2 separate regions of the Mus musculus genome follow, and region 1 is linked to region 2. A link is a contact called in public promoter capture Hi-C data. All regions are on one chromosome and are shown on one strand. Each heading gives the region's core, a stretch centred on a gene start, on an enhancer-like site or on the middle of the called end of the contact. The rest is flanking DNA. Distances are from core to core; before and after follow the strand shown. Region 1 has its middle 37 kb from the start of Slit3. Region 2 holds the start of Spdl1 (spindle apparatus coiled-coil protein 1).

Evidence for each region. Promoter capture Hi-C pulls out the DNA fragments that hold promoters and counts their contacts.
Region 1: a contact with region 2 is called in a promoter capture Hi-C map of trophoblast stem cells, with 2.4 times the contacts expected there. The contact joins the enhancer-like site here to the promoter of Spdl1 in region 2. A contact is called at or near these places in 7 of 39 promoter capture datasets (the C10 cell line, embryonic stem cells, liver and 2 more), 1 of 484 Hi-C or Micro-C datasets (nephron progenitors) and 5 of 115 datasets of contacts at active chromatin or transcription factors (the 230-238 cell line, embryonic stem cells, extraembryonic endoderm stem cells and 1 more).

Annotation. Positions count from the first base shown.
Region 1 is chr11:35,080,973-35,087,556 of GRCm38.p6, forward strand. No RefSeq gene overlaps it. Among named protein-coding and RNA genes, the nearest start is that of Slit3, 37 kb to the right of the region's middle. Within about 2 kb of position 2,254, at least 17 of the 459 cell types and tissues checked have an H3K27ac peak or open chromatin away from gene starts, as enhancers often do. A contact at or near this core is called in trophoblast stem cells, where this site is marked.
Region 2 is chr11:34,830,473-34,837,788 of GRCm38.p6, forward strand. Spdl1 (spindle apparatus coiled-coil protein 1) reads right to left here and starts at 3,169. Exons shown (of 12, transcript NM_027411.2): 1 at 3,016-3,169; 2 at 253-427. The coding sequence starts at 408.

The DNA.
Region 1 (6,584 bases), core at 1,004-3,503, 250 kb after region 2:
GATCCTGAGTCACCAAACTGTAAGGACAAAGACCCACCGAGTGTTCAGCCATCAGCATATCCAGTGGCTTCTTGGGAAATAAACCCTTACCCTTAGGTTACACCAAGCAGCACCTTTTAAAGTATCAGTTCCTACTGTCCTGCCTGCCTAATGTGGGGTACATTACTATGGCAGAAGGAAAATATCATTTTCCACACTCTTTTCTGATAAAGGAGCTGCAGCCAGGTGTGGCATCTCCCTGAGAGGGTCTGTGCGAGTTTAGATTTTGTAAGGGGTTAGGTGGAAGAAAAGAAGGGGGTTCTCTGTGAAAGAGTCACATGAGAGAGAAGACTCCAGTGATCTAAAAAGGCAGAGGTCAAGAAGAAAGAGGCAAGATAGAATACCATGCTCTTTCTAGACGGGCAGTTGCCCTTTCTTCTAGCCCCTCTCTGTGCTGCTGAGCTTCCCTGATGCTCAGAAACGCCCCCCTGTAGCCCGGGGCACAGTCTCACAGAGCTCAGTCTTCTGGAAAACTGATCACTTCCCTAACAGCTCACTCCTTAAGGTCTGGCTCCTGTGTCAGGTTCCTTTGTCTATTGGACCTGATCAGGACAGACCATCCTTCTGGGAGAAAGCACTGACTGACCTGGCAGTAGAGTGCTTACTGGAAACAATTCCTGTTTCTGACCTAGTATCATACCTAGTATGGCTACTTCACTACCCTCCACCCCTGTCCCCGCTACTGTCCCAGGATCACCCTCTTTCTCTTTTCGTGAAGAATTTAAGACTCAAGATCAAGTAATGGTGTTCCAATATAGAATGCAATCTTTGAAGAAGACTTTTTACTTTTGTTCTTTTGTGTGAGAGCTTGTTGTTGTTTGAGACTGAGTCTTGCTATGTAGCTGTATGGTCTGGAACTTGTTATGTAGACCAGGCTGGACTCTAACTCACAGAGATCTATCCATCTGCCTCTTGCCTGGAGTACTGGAATTAAGTTGTGTACCACTGTGATTGGCCCACTAAAGAAGTTACTTGAGTGCTCAGAAACTTGCTAATCTTAAAGGTAAAATATGATCAATAACAGAACCTACTTCACAGAACTGTGAACAACGCTGTGATCTGTGAGGTGTGATGTCAACATCGCATTAGTTAGCCCACTCTTTGTTAACTTCTCCTCCTCCTGTTCTTTTGCCTTCATTTTTCTTATCATGAGGTCAGCTTCATTTAGTCCACAGATATTTACAGGGTAACTCAAAATAGATCTGTACCCAAAATGATTGTCCTATCTACTTACCAGAGGGAACAAAAGATCTGAGATATGAACCTGGCTTTGACAGCATGGATTCCACTGAGTGATCAATGTGGATAATATAAGAACTTTACTGTAGGTAAGCACAATTGCCCAACTCAAAGAGTATGGGACAACGTGCTGAGCAGAGTGAGTTCCCCAAGCCTGAGAAATCTTATCAGACAAGTTGAGAGGAGAAGGCATTCTAGATTGGCCAACAGCACCAACAGCGCACTTTAAATATGAAACCACCTAATGAGTCCAAAGGTCAGTGAGTAGGCAAGGTGACTCAAGTGTCTTGTGTGTTATGTATAGCAGTGGTGGATGGCTGAAGGAAGCCCTTACTCCAGGAAACAAGCTTGTGGGTATCCTTATAGTAGAGCCCACTGGAGTCACGGGATAAGTATGTCTCTTCAACTTACTTGCTAATTTCAAGCATGTTATCTGTCCATTTAAAAAAAAATTGAGATGTAATATGGAAGAGACTGCAGAATTTGCCTAGCAAATTTCAATTAATAGCATTGACAAATATCTTGCATTCCAAAGATATCATTGTTAAGATTCTTGTTGCTAGGATAAAATACCATGACCAAAAGCAACTTGATGAGCAAAGGGCGTGTTTCAGCTTATAGCTTACAGTCCCTCATCCAGTAAAGTCAGAGGAACTCGAAGCAGAGCCTGGAGGCTGGAACTGAAGCAGAGGTCATACTTCTGTTCAATAAGAGTGATGCTTACTGGTTAGCTAAGCCCCTGTGGCTTTTCTCAGCCTGCTTACTTATATACATCAGGACCACCAGCCTAAGGGTGAGACTGGACAATGGACTGGGTTCTCCCACACCAGTCACTAATTAAGAAAATGCCACATGGGCTTGATAATAGGCTAAGTACGAAGGCGTTTTCTTAACTGAGATTCCCTCTTCTCAGTCCCTTTAGCGTGTGTCAAGTTATCAAACACTAGCCAACACAAAGGGAAGCCTCATTACAGAACTCGGTCACCTGATCCTGAGATGACTCACAGCTAAGAGGAGAGTTTCTAGTGGAAGAAGTTGTGACTCAGAATGGACCCCACTTTTTCTGTCCGAGCCCTTTTTTTCGGGTTTCATCTACAGAGAAGATGAAGTTGTAAGAGAAGCTCTTTTTGCCTGAGGTTACAAAAGCCTTTACCTGTGGTTCTCCAATGTTTCTTATGTAAAAACTAAGGGATGGCAGGAAGTGTCATGGTGTGTGCATGGAGACTAAAAAACGTGTGTTTACTGAAGGGTTAATTAAAGCAAGGGAGGTTTGTGGGAAGCAACAATGAATGAGGAATTCTTAGGAGGCTGATTGATAGGGTAGGAGGGGCTGATTGTAAACATTCTCATAGACAATGCTAAGGAGTTGGATGTCACCCTGCAGGTGATGAACAGCCAGAGGATGGAAACATTGATTTTTATTTTAAGTAAAGGACTTTGGAAGGGATTTGTGAAGGCACTAGAGAAGTGCTGGTCTGAAAGCAAAGAAACCAGCAGGTAGATTATAGCAGCGTCATACATATAGTGTCCCTAATACAACCACCCTCCTCCTGTGTCTGTGATATTCTTTCAAAATGAAACTTTCACACTGGGTCACAAACTGAATATAGTGGCTTCATCGCTGGTGAGTTTTCTGTGCCGTATAAAAGCTTCAACTCCAGTGGTCCTGAATCCAGGCATCATTTGTGGAATGTAAAAGCTTAAGAGAGAGTCCGTCTCAGGGCTTCCAATGAACGAACGTTGCTATGGTTGTGATTCCTCCCCTCCCTGTTTACATCTTCAGCAATACTTTTCTCTCACACTAATGATATAGGGGGGGGGGGGCATTTCCATAAGTCTAGGGTGGCCAGTGCATGCATGGACCCAATGGCAGTTAGGAGTCCAAGATAAGAGTTATGGAGCTGCAAGTTCAGGGTCCAAATGGGTCCCAGGGGAGCAAGGAAAGGCCACTTGACCTGTGCAACATACCACTCTGTAGCAGAGCAGAGGGATAATTGAGAATAAATCACTAGACAACAAGCTCCAGGCATCTCAACCATATAAGCCCCCCCCCCCCAATTAACAGAGCTGCAAAAGACTACATCAAATGTTCAACATCACCATACAGCAGTGCAATCCCAGCATGTGGGAAGATGGCTACAAGTTCATGGTCAGCCTGGGCTGCAGGATGTGATGGTAGTTGCCCACTTGACAGAACTTGGAATCACCTGAGAAATGGTCTCCTGGTTGCATTAATTGTTGTGGGAGTGCCCACCTGCTGTGTGTGGCACCATTCTCTGGCTGGAAGCTTGGATTACAGAAGCTAAGACAGAGAACTGAACAGCTACCTACATCCATCCATGTCTGCTTCCTGACTAGATGTGCTGCCAACTGCTCCAAGACTACATCTTTCCTGTTGCCTCTACTTCTCCTGCCATGATAGACTACATCCTTGAACAATAAGCAGACAGAAACCTGTTCTCCCTTGAGTTGCTTTGTCAGGGCATTTTATCACTGAAACAGGGAAACAACCTAAGACACAGAGAAACCTTGACTCAAAAGGAAAAAGCCATAATGAAAAGATGTTGCATCTTCATACATGAGGATGCTTGTAAGGTCAAAAGAAACTGAGCATTGACATAAATCCTTAAGAGACAATGTTGCCATCTCTATTAACACCCAGCTCTCCACCAGAACCATCCAATGCTTATTAGAACATGAACATGCCATACTGTGTGATTCAACAGAAACCACAGCCTGAAGACATGCTCGCAGATATGTGCTATGAACCACTTTGCACATGTAGGTACAGCAGTGCAAACCGCAAACAAAACTTATTCCCATCATTAGAAGAGATGCAAAAGGACTCTAAAGTGGGGAAATATAAAGCAAGTAATATATGTGAGCAGACCCTACTCAGCAATAAATTCAAATCTTTACACTATGTTTACAGAGGAAGAAAAGCTGTAAACAGATATTCTGCCACAGGGAAAAAAGTCTTGAACTACGGAGCAATGATCCTTGTGATTATTTTTAGACCGATACCTAAATAGCAAACGTATAAATGTATAGATGGGCAGGCTATGACTCACCTTCTTCCTGATCTAACCTCTGGGGAAGAAGGTTGGGAAATGAGACGGTTAAGAACACAAAAGAGACATTAACCGAATGCCCCGTAGCTCAGCACAGTCTCCCCAGCTCATGCCTGGAGGAATTCAAGTCCAAATTTATAGCACTTGCATAGCACAGAAATCTCCAACTGCGAAAGTGGTGTTTAAAAAGAAAACAGCTCCTGGTTGATGAATCTACCGAAGCATTCTGCAGTAAAACAGTCACTGAGTGGAGTGCATGTGGCTCTCTGACTTACACGCCAGTCCTACTGGTGATAGCGCTCCAAGAAAATTTATGAAATGTTGGGAACGTAGTCCACCGCAAACAAGAGTCAGTAGATACGGCTCACTGGAGAATTAAGGTGGACCTGATATAGCGGAGCATTCCTCAAGAAAATATTTAAACTAATCAGAGAGTTCTCATTTGGAATGTTGGGGCCTTCACACTGTTAGCCCGATGACCTTTCTGTGTTGATAATGACCAAAACTGTTGTGTGCTTCCTCTCACCTTTTCTGAATGGAAGTATTCATTGATCACTGTGGTGAGGAGAGCTGCAGGCATCTGTGTTTGCATGAAGAGGCAGATAGCTTTTGGCTTTGGTTCTTAGGGCTCCAGGCAGGGAAGAACCATATCTGGATCTGATGGAGTTTGAACTACAGTAAATGGCTGGATGGGTGTTCAGGTTGTGTCTCTTGGGAGAGGAGAGAACTTGAATGTGGACTACAGACTGGACAAAGGGGACAAAAGAATTTAGAATTACCGGCGTCCCTGCACTCCCTCACTCTTCTAGCCAGGTGCAATTAGTCAGGGTCACATGACTGCTTCTGGACCACAAACTGGGAGTGAGCCACACCCCATCTGGGCTGAAGCTTAGCAGAAGAAAAGGCCCAGGATTTCCTTTCCCTTCTCATTCCTCGGAGACTGAGGCAGCTGCAACCTGGGATGATTGTTCAGCCACCAGATGGAAACAGCTGGATTGCAATCACTGCCTGGAAAGCAACTGCAGACTTTGCACGAGAGAAAAATAAACTTCAGTGTGTTAAGCCAAAATGCATATTGTGTGTGACTTTTAACACATAACACGCACACATGCGCTTGCGCACACACAGAGGGGGAGACAGAGACAGACAGAGACACAGAGAGACAGACAGCCATAAACAGAGAGACAGACAGACAGACAGACAATAATAATGTTCATTAGAGTAAGGAGTGGTAGCACATGCTTTTAATGCCAGCACTTGGGAGGCAGAGGCAGGTGGATCTCTGAGTTCAAAGCCAGCCTGGTCTACAAAGTGAGTTCCAGGAAAGCCAGGGTTACACAGAGAAACCCTGCCCCCCCAAAAACAAACAAACAAACAAAATGCTAGCAGTTAAAAATGAAAAGCACATGGGGAAGCAGCCTGCTACGACAAGAAAGACATACTCAGAATTGGTGGCCTAAAGTCCAGAAGTCGTGGAAACAGATACTGACTCTACATTTAAGAAAATGTTTAAGTGTACCTTTTAAAAATTACAAAGAAAGGTATCTTTAAAAGAAATTAATAGATCCTTTGAAAGTGGAAAGATAGCATTTCACAAAAAACATTAGTGGAATACACATAGAATTGTCACACATAGATCACATACACACACATGGGGGGGCAGACAGAGGCAGACAGAGAGACAGAGACACAGAGAGAGAGAGAGAGACAGACAGACAGAGAGACAGAAACTCTCTGAAAGGAGAATCTGAAATGCAGAGGAAGTGAAGTGCATTTCCAAAACCTTTATTTCTTATGCAATATACTCATGAGAAGGAAATTAAATTTTTATTCATGCTTAACATTATATAAGAACTGTATGATAGATAGAACTATAAAAATTAAAATTCTAAAGGAAAACATGGGAGACCACCTTGAGGGACACAGAGCTGGAGGAGATATTTGCAATTTGTATGTCTGATTAAAGTTCTCCATATCTAAGAAACCCAAGCTGAGCAACAATAGAAATACAGAGAGAGAGAGAGTCACTCGCACACAAGTGCACACACACACACACACACACACACACAAGAGGGTGAGACAGAAGATCTACATACACAGTTCAAAATAGAAACTTCCTGACAATATTAAACTGATACTATTCCTTAGGGAAATACAAATTAAAATATCATTGCAGTACAAAAATGATATCACCAAAATAAAGATAAAGTAAGACAAGACTTGGCAGTGAGGTTG
Region 2 (7,316 bases), core at 1,919-4,418:
AGAGGTTTAGAACTATAAAGGAGTGAGGTCACTGACGCAGAGCATGGATTGAACCACACCAGGCAGTAAATGTAGCAAGGAAACCAGGCTGACCTCAGAGGCAACCAACTGTTGGAAAGAACACTGGAAATTCCTTTTCAACACAGTTGGGGTGGGACAGTTTAGGTCTTCAAATGAGAAAGGATAGCTACCACACAAAACAAGTTTTTAGTTCCGATGTACTTCCTTGTAAACTAGTATACTGGACCCTACCTCTGCTGTGATCATCATTTCTTCATGACATTTATCCAGTTGGCTCTGCAGTTCCGTCTGCCTCTCCAAGAGCTGTAGGCCATAGTGTGCAGCTTTCAGTCGCTCGTCTTCACACTCTTTGAGTTTGTTCCGAAGATTTGTGATATCTGCCTCCATGATGTCTGTTCTCAACCTACTGGAAAGATAAAATATAACTACGTGAGCTGAACGTGGGACTAAATGTAGTGACATCAGAGCAAGAGAAGAAACATATATGGTCAGCAGTACTGCCATAGAAAACCAAAAGGGTATTAGAATTTGATTTCTGAATTGCAGGACAATTCCTCTTATCAGTGACAGCACAGTAGGTAGTGAGAAATGGCGGAACTCTACAAAACTTGTGAAGGTCAAGTCAATACAATTTTCTGATAGGTGGATTCTGGGAGGTAAAAAGAAAAATGAATATAGCCTTCTGCCTAAGCAATTACTAGAATGGAGCTACCCTCGGCTGAGACACTGAGGTAAAAAAATGTTACAGGGAAGAAAGCAAGAATTCATATTTTCAGTATGACTTGAATATGCTGTACTAAAAATACAAATTTGGAGAGTGCCAACATTAAGTCCTTAAGATTCCTTATCACTAGAAGATGAGCAAAACTGCTGACAAGTCTCAGAACAGAAGGCTGCTATGAAGGAAAGACCGGAAGTATCCTCAGGTACTACTCAGGAAGTAAGTGGAAAGCATGTAATGTTTCTGGGAGCCAAAAAGACAAAATTCCTCCAGGAGGTGGAAAGAAACCATCACGGCAAATGATACTAAGGCAAATTAGATGAGAAACTGGAAACTGCAGGTCACTGGCCCAAGGTGGAGAAGTGAGGCAAAAGCCTGGTTAGGATAGGTTTGAGAGCCAGGCAGTGGTGGTGCACGCCTTTAATCCCAGCACTTGGGAGGCAGAGGCAGGTGGATTTCTGAGTTCAAGGCCAGCCTGGTCTACAGAGTGAGTTCCAGGACAGACAGGACTACACAGAGAAACCCTGTCTCAGAAAATCAAAACAAAACAAAACAAAATAGGATAGGTTTGAGAGAAAATAGTAGGCGATACACAGATGTGGCTAAATGACATAAAAATCAAAGTGGAGCTCCAAAGCCTAGTGTGCTAATCACTTTTCACCACAACTTCTCAAAAACCCAACCCGTATAAGGCATTTAAGTGTCAGCAAGTTCTGTGGATGAGCTAGCTATCTGAGCTCAAAGCTCACTTCCACATCCAACTGGCTACATCAATGTGAAAAAGTTTTGTGAGCATCTTGCTTCATCTATCTTAGAGATTCTATAAGATAAAAAGAGTAAAAGGAAACAAACAAACAAACAAAAACAAAAAAGCCGGGAGGTGGTGGCACACACCTTTAATCCCAGCACTCGGGAGGCAGAGGCAGGCAGATATCTGAGTTCGAGGCCAGCCTGGTCTACAAAGTGAGTTCCAGGACAGCCAGGGCTATTCAGAAAAACCTTGTCTCGAAAAACAAACAAAACAAAACAAAAACAAAAACAAAAAGAGTAAAAGGCATCTAACTAGATTAAGAACACATGAATTCTTACTAGGCATCAACAGAAATACCATGCCAGCCAAACGGATTTTAAACTTTTTTTTGGGGGGTGGGGGTAGTTACATTTTCACAAATAAGTACAAGTGAAAACATTTAACCCAAACATCCAAAATGTTACCACTGCAATCTGTAATCATTGAATAGATAAATAAACAAACCCAAGCAAAACTTTCAAGCCCAAAGTTCTCCTGCCTATAGGAGGCTCAGGGATAAAGATGGAGCAGAACCACTGAATGGCACAACTTGAAACCCATCCCATGAGAGAGAGCCAACCCCTGACACTATTAACGACCCCGTGCTATGTTTGCAGCCCTAACATAACTGTGTCTTGAGAGGCTTAACCCAGCAGCAGATGGAAGCAGAAGCAAAGGCCCATCAGGCATCAGGCAGGGCTCTGGGAGTCTCGTGAGGAAGAGTAGGGGATAGAATTGAGCAAGCTGAAGGGGTCAAGGCCACCACAGGAAGACATGCAAGTCAATCAACCTGGACCCATGGGGGCTCACTGAGGCTGAACCACCAACTAAGGAGGATGCAGGGGCTGGACCTAGGCCCCCTACGTATGTGTAGCAGATATGCAGCTTGGTCTTCCTGCAGGTCCCCTAACAATTGAAGCAGGGCTGTCTCTGACTCTGCTGCCTGCCATTGTACCCCTTACCCTACCTGGACCGCCTGGTTGGAACATGCTTATTTAACTCCGCTGGGATTTGATGTCCCAGGATGAGGTGGTACTGGGGGGGGGGGGGGACACGACTCCCCTTCTCTGAGAAAAGAGGGAGGGGTAGTAGTGGGGATAGGGATTGGGGGGCGGGACTGGGAGGAAAGTGGGGAGGGGGCTGCGATTGGGATATAATGTGAATAAAAGAAAAACAACAAAAAAAGTAAATAAGTAAAACATAAGCGAATGAGATGTTACAATGAGACTCCGTCCTGTGTGTCTGCTACATAATTGTAAGTTAATTCAGACTGCACCACTGGCTAAGGGTACTGGAGAATTCAAGACTCGGAGGTCCCAGACCACCCAGCACCGTATTTATCCTTCTGCAGTCAAACCCGCAGCGAAGCGGTCCGACCGAAGACTACACCGACCCGGAAGGCGGCTCCAGAGAACTCAGGTTCCTGAGAACAGGCGTTCCTCCCACCTCCTCCCGGTTCACCCTTCCCGACGCTCGCCCTTACCTCTCTCCTCACGCTTCCTGGCTGCTGCAACCGGAGGCCTGTCCGGAGAGCACTGGACTCCCAGATTCGTGACACTAACTCCACCTCAGCACAGAAATAACTCCCTCTTCACTCGGCAGCAGCACTGCTAAGTAAGCGCCGGGGATTTTTGAATACGGTTCCCGCGAGAACTCACGTTTCTCACGAGATGTCTTGTCCAATCCGCGCCTCCGGGGCAAACGAGTGGGGCGCCTTGCAGAGACTGCGCATGTGCATGCTCCGCGACTTGGGCTTTTGGGCGTTCCTGCTGCTTCGTTTTCTTAGAAGTGTCTGCTTTTAGTGAAGTGTGTTTCTCTGGTTTATTTATTTGTTGTCGTCTTTACCAACGCCAGTGTCGCCGGGTCGGAAGGTATTGTCAGCCCCTCGCTGGCCCGCCTGCAGTCGCCTTTAGGAGCTAAGGCGTTGAGTCTCACCAGGGCCAGCACAGTGCCACCTTCCACTGGGCTCGCCCCAGTTAGGACTGCGAACCACCCTGCCAGCCCTTGCACTTTGCGCAGAGGAAATTAAAGTCTCCTCCAAAGAAAACCTAAGTAATTCAAAATCACCGCAATAGGACTGCTATTGAGACGAACCCAGCTGGTTTTGCAGTACAGCTCGAGGGCATGCGTGTCTAAATAGAAATTCCTTGTAAACTTGCTTATTCTTTACACTTTTAAGCAATGGGAAATCTGGAGAGCTCTAGTAACTGGCACCTGGCATCATATCTTTTTTATCTATGGGCTTGGCTCTATGTCTTTTATCGTGGTTTACTGTGTTGAATCTTTGCCCTCTGTAGATGAAGGTGCCGAAGTGACACATTCCAAAAGTGAATCGGAAACTCCAGTCAGTAACATTCCCGTTTTGTTTTTCTTTATATAACAAAACGTCTGAGAAGGTTTTCACTATTCAGTTTCATCATCATCGTTATTATTTAGCTTTTTGAGACAGGGTCTCTATGTAGCCCTGACTGTCTTGGAACTCTCCCTGCAGACCGGACAAGCGATGAACTCACAGAGATCCTCCAGCCTCTGCCTCGGGAGTGCTGGGATTAGTTTGTTATATTGTACAGTAAATTGTCTCTTGACAAGATCACCAGCGTTTCTTTTTGTTTTTGTTTGTTTTATCATGAGGCCAATCCTGCACTGTACCCCAGTGATTTTTTACCTTCAGTGTCCAGTAGTCAGTGTTTATTTTTCCCCTTTCCTGCATTGCCTCCATTGAGTTTTAATATCTTGATGCTCCACACCCTTTGACTTTCTCACTTCATTTTCATTTGTAGACCGTTATTTCTGATGGAGCTAGACCAGACTTTAAAGGACTGAACTGTTTTAAGATAAACAACAATGATCCATCAAGCAGATATAATCACCACTGAGTTCTTCATTAAATGAAGCAAATTCCATTTCTTCTATCATTCTCAGATTCTTCAACTCAGGAGTCAGGAAGATAACCTCTATCGTTGGCCAGTCATGACTAGTTAATACCTGTAACTAAAATCTTTATGAATTCCTTGTTTTGTTCTTTGATTCAGAGAGAACATATTAAATCACATACTATCTCTCAGGTGCAGTGACATAGACCTTGGAAGGATGTGTGATTAAACGTACTATCAGGGAGTTGCTCACAACACAGTATATTATTTACATATATTTAATATTCTTGAGGCCTGTGCCCCCCAACATAGCTGTAGCCATTTTGTTCCATGCCTGCCAGCTCTTTCATACTGTTGCTGTGATATGCCTGCCACTCATTGGCACAGAAAAATAACTTGACTCAGAGCAAGGTCATGTTGATAACATATCTTGTTATGTTCTGTATGACAATTGTTAATCTTAAGAAATTCCACAAAGCTATAGGACCCATCAGATTAAATCAGTATGAACTGTTATGTCCAAAATAGCTTGAGTCAGAGCTGACCACTGAACAGCACTTCCAGCACCTGCACACGAGCTCATTGTGGCATTTTCCTTTATAAGCACACCCTGAGAAATGTTCGGAGTTGTAGCCTCGGCCGCCAGATTCTGAACTATGGCCCTGATCGATCAAGCTTAGGGTGTGTGTTCAGTAAACCATCCCTGTCTGACTGAGCTTGGTGTTTGTGTGGTTTGTGGGCGACTCCTGAACCCCAACAAATATATATTTAAAATCATGGCTGTAGAAATTATCACACACACAAATATACTCACATATATATTAAAAATTCATGGGCTGGCGAGATGGCTCAGTGGGTAAGCTTTGGACTGCTCTTCCAAAAGGACCTGAGTTCAAATCCCAGAAACCACATGGTGGCTCACAACCACCCATAATGAAGTCTGATGCCCTCTTCTGGTGCATTTGAAGACAGCAACAGTGTACTTATTTATAAAAATAAATAAATCTTTTTTTTTTTAAATTCATATGACCCTACATAAAAGGAAAAGTATATTTTGTCTGGATATTCATTTAAAAAGTTACAAATGCACTGGCACTAAGCAGAGTCTTGAAAGATGGCAGAAGTAAGGAAAAATGGACTCGAGGGAGAGGACCATGTTCACAAAGTCTTAAAGGCCTCTCTCTCTAATCGTTAAAGGCAGTTTATAGGAGAACATTGATTTGGGCGCGTCTTTCTACACTGGCCCACTGCATGAAAGTAACCTGGAATCATTTGCACTAAGTGGCACACAAATAATTGAGCTTCAAGACCATCTTCAGTGGCCAGATGATTCAAATCAAGTGGATGCTGAGCTGGGACCTGAAGAGGTCTCTCTGTCTCACTTGTTTCCTATTCACAAATACTTCCTGATCTTGTTGAAAGGAATTGTTAAAACCTCTTCAGATCCTGAGGACTGTTGTAACTTAGAATCATAAATAAAAGTCACTTACAATCTTTAAAGTAAATTTGTTGTGGTTTTTATCTTTTTCCATGAAGTTAAAAGGCACTGTTAGGGATGCCCTGGATAGAGTACAGCCAGTACCATGTCCAGACACTAGATGTCACAAGTGAAACGATTTTTAGATAGCTTCCTAGATTAACCTACACTCTTTAGTAGTTTGAAGTACAGGTCTCCCAAATGAGACTGAGGTCCACATGCATGGCTGACATGCCAAAAGTTTATGGTGGGGTGGATTCCTCTGTGTCTGCCATTTTCATTTTACATCAGAGATGGCGTATTCCTCCTTGCATGATAATGGGTTCACGGAGCATAGGAAAGGCTTCTGAATTCTGAGAAGCAACAAAAATATCCACTCTCCCCTCCGTTAAAATTCCTAAGACAATAGCTACTCAAGTGCAGGCTGGTTGCTGTGAGAAGCTCGTCATTCTTTGAGTGTGACCACACTAACTCCATGTTAGAATGCTGTTCTGGTGGTGCTGCAGTGCCTTGAAAGCTGTTTATTTTGATGCGAACCTGTTTCGTGATGGCTTAGGGCTCTACAGAGGAAGGGCATGTGATCAAAAAGCTTAGAGTTTAGTGGAGAGACATCTACCAAACAGTTCCTGCCCAGAGGATACCTTTGATGTCCTTGTTGAGCTGTGAGGGGGACTTCTTTGAGGCCAGGCAAAAACAAGTACAAGACTCTGAGACACCGAGGAGTCTGAAATAAAACTGCATTAATTAATAAAGTCCCATGATTGATAGAATAGGCTGAGAGACGGTAAAGGTTGTGTTCATTGAAACTTGTGGACTAACTGTCCACAAGTGTGGAATAGCTGTCTGGGTGCAAGATACAGGGATTGTCCTAATCCATGGACTAGCTAGGGTAGAAGAACACAGTAGTTCTCAACCTAACGCATGCGGAGAGCCTTTACTACCGTTCCTCATGCTATGGTGACCCCCAACCCTAAGTTTACTTTCGTTGCTACTTCATAACAGTAATTTTGCCACTGTTAGGGATTATAATATAAATATCTCTGTTTTCCCGATGTCTTAGGTGACCCTTACAAAAGGGTCATTCGGCCCCAAACAGGTTGCAACCCACAGATTGAGAACCACTGATATAGTAAGAGAAAGAAGACACATGAGACAGACTGGAAATCTAATCATCATAGCTCCCAATGTGGCAGTCAGTTATCAAAATAATTGTCCGAGCAAGCAGATTCGGCTGCTCAATCGTAATAATAATGGGGAAGCCTGGCATGCTGACTCTTCCTGCATCAACGTTAGCTCCTAATGAGTCCAGTTTCTGTCTGAGTGGACGAAGCCTTCACTCAGCAGTGTTATGCTTTCTCAGTACAATGTATTGATTAACTTGCTCCTTTTTCCTGCCCAAAGCATTGTGTATTTTATAAGCAATTCGCCTTTCCA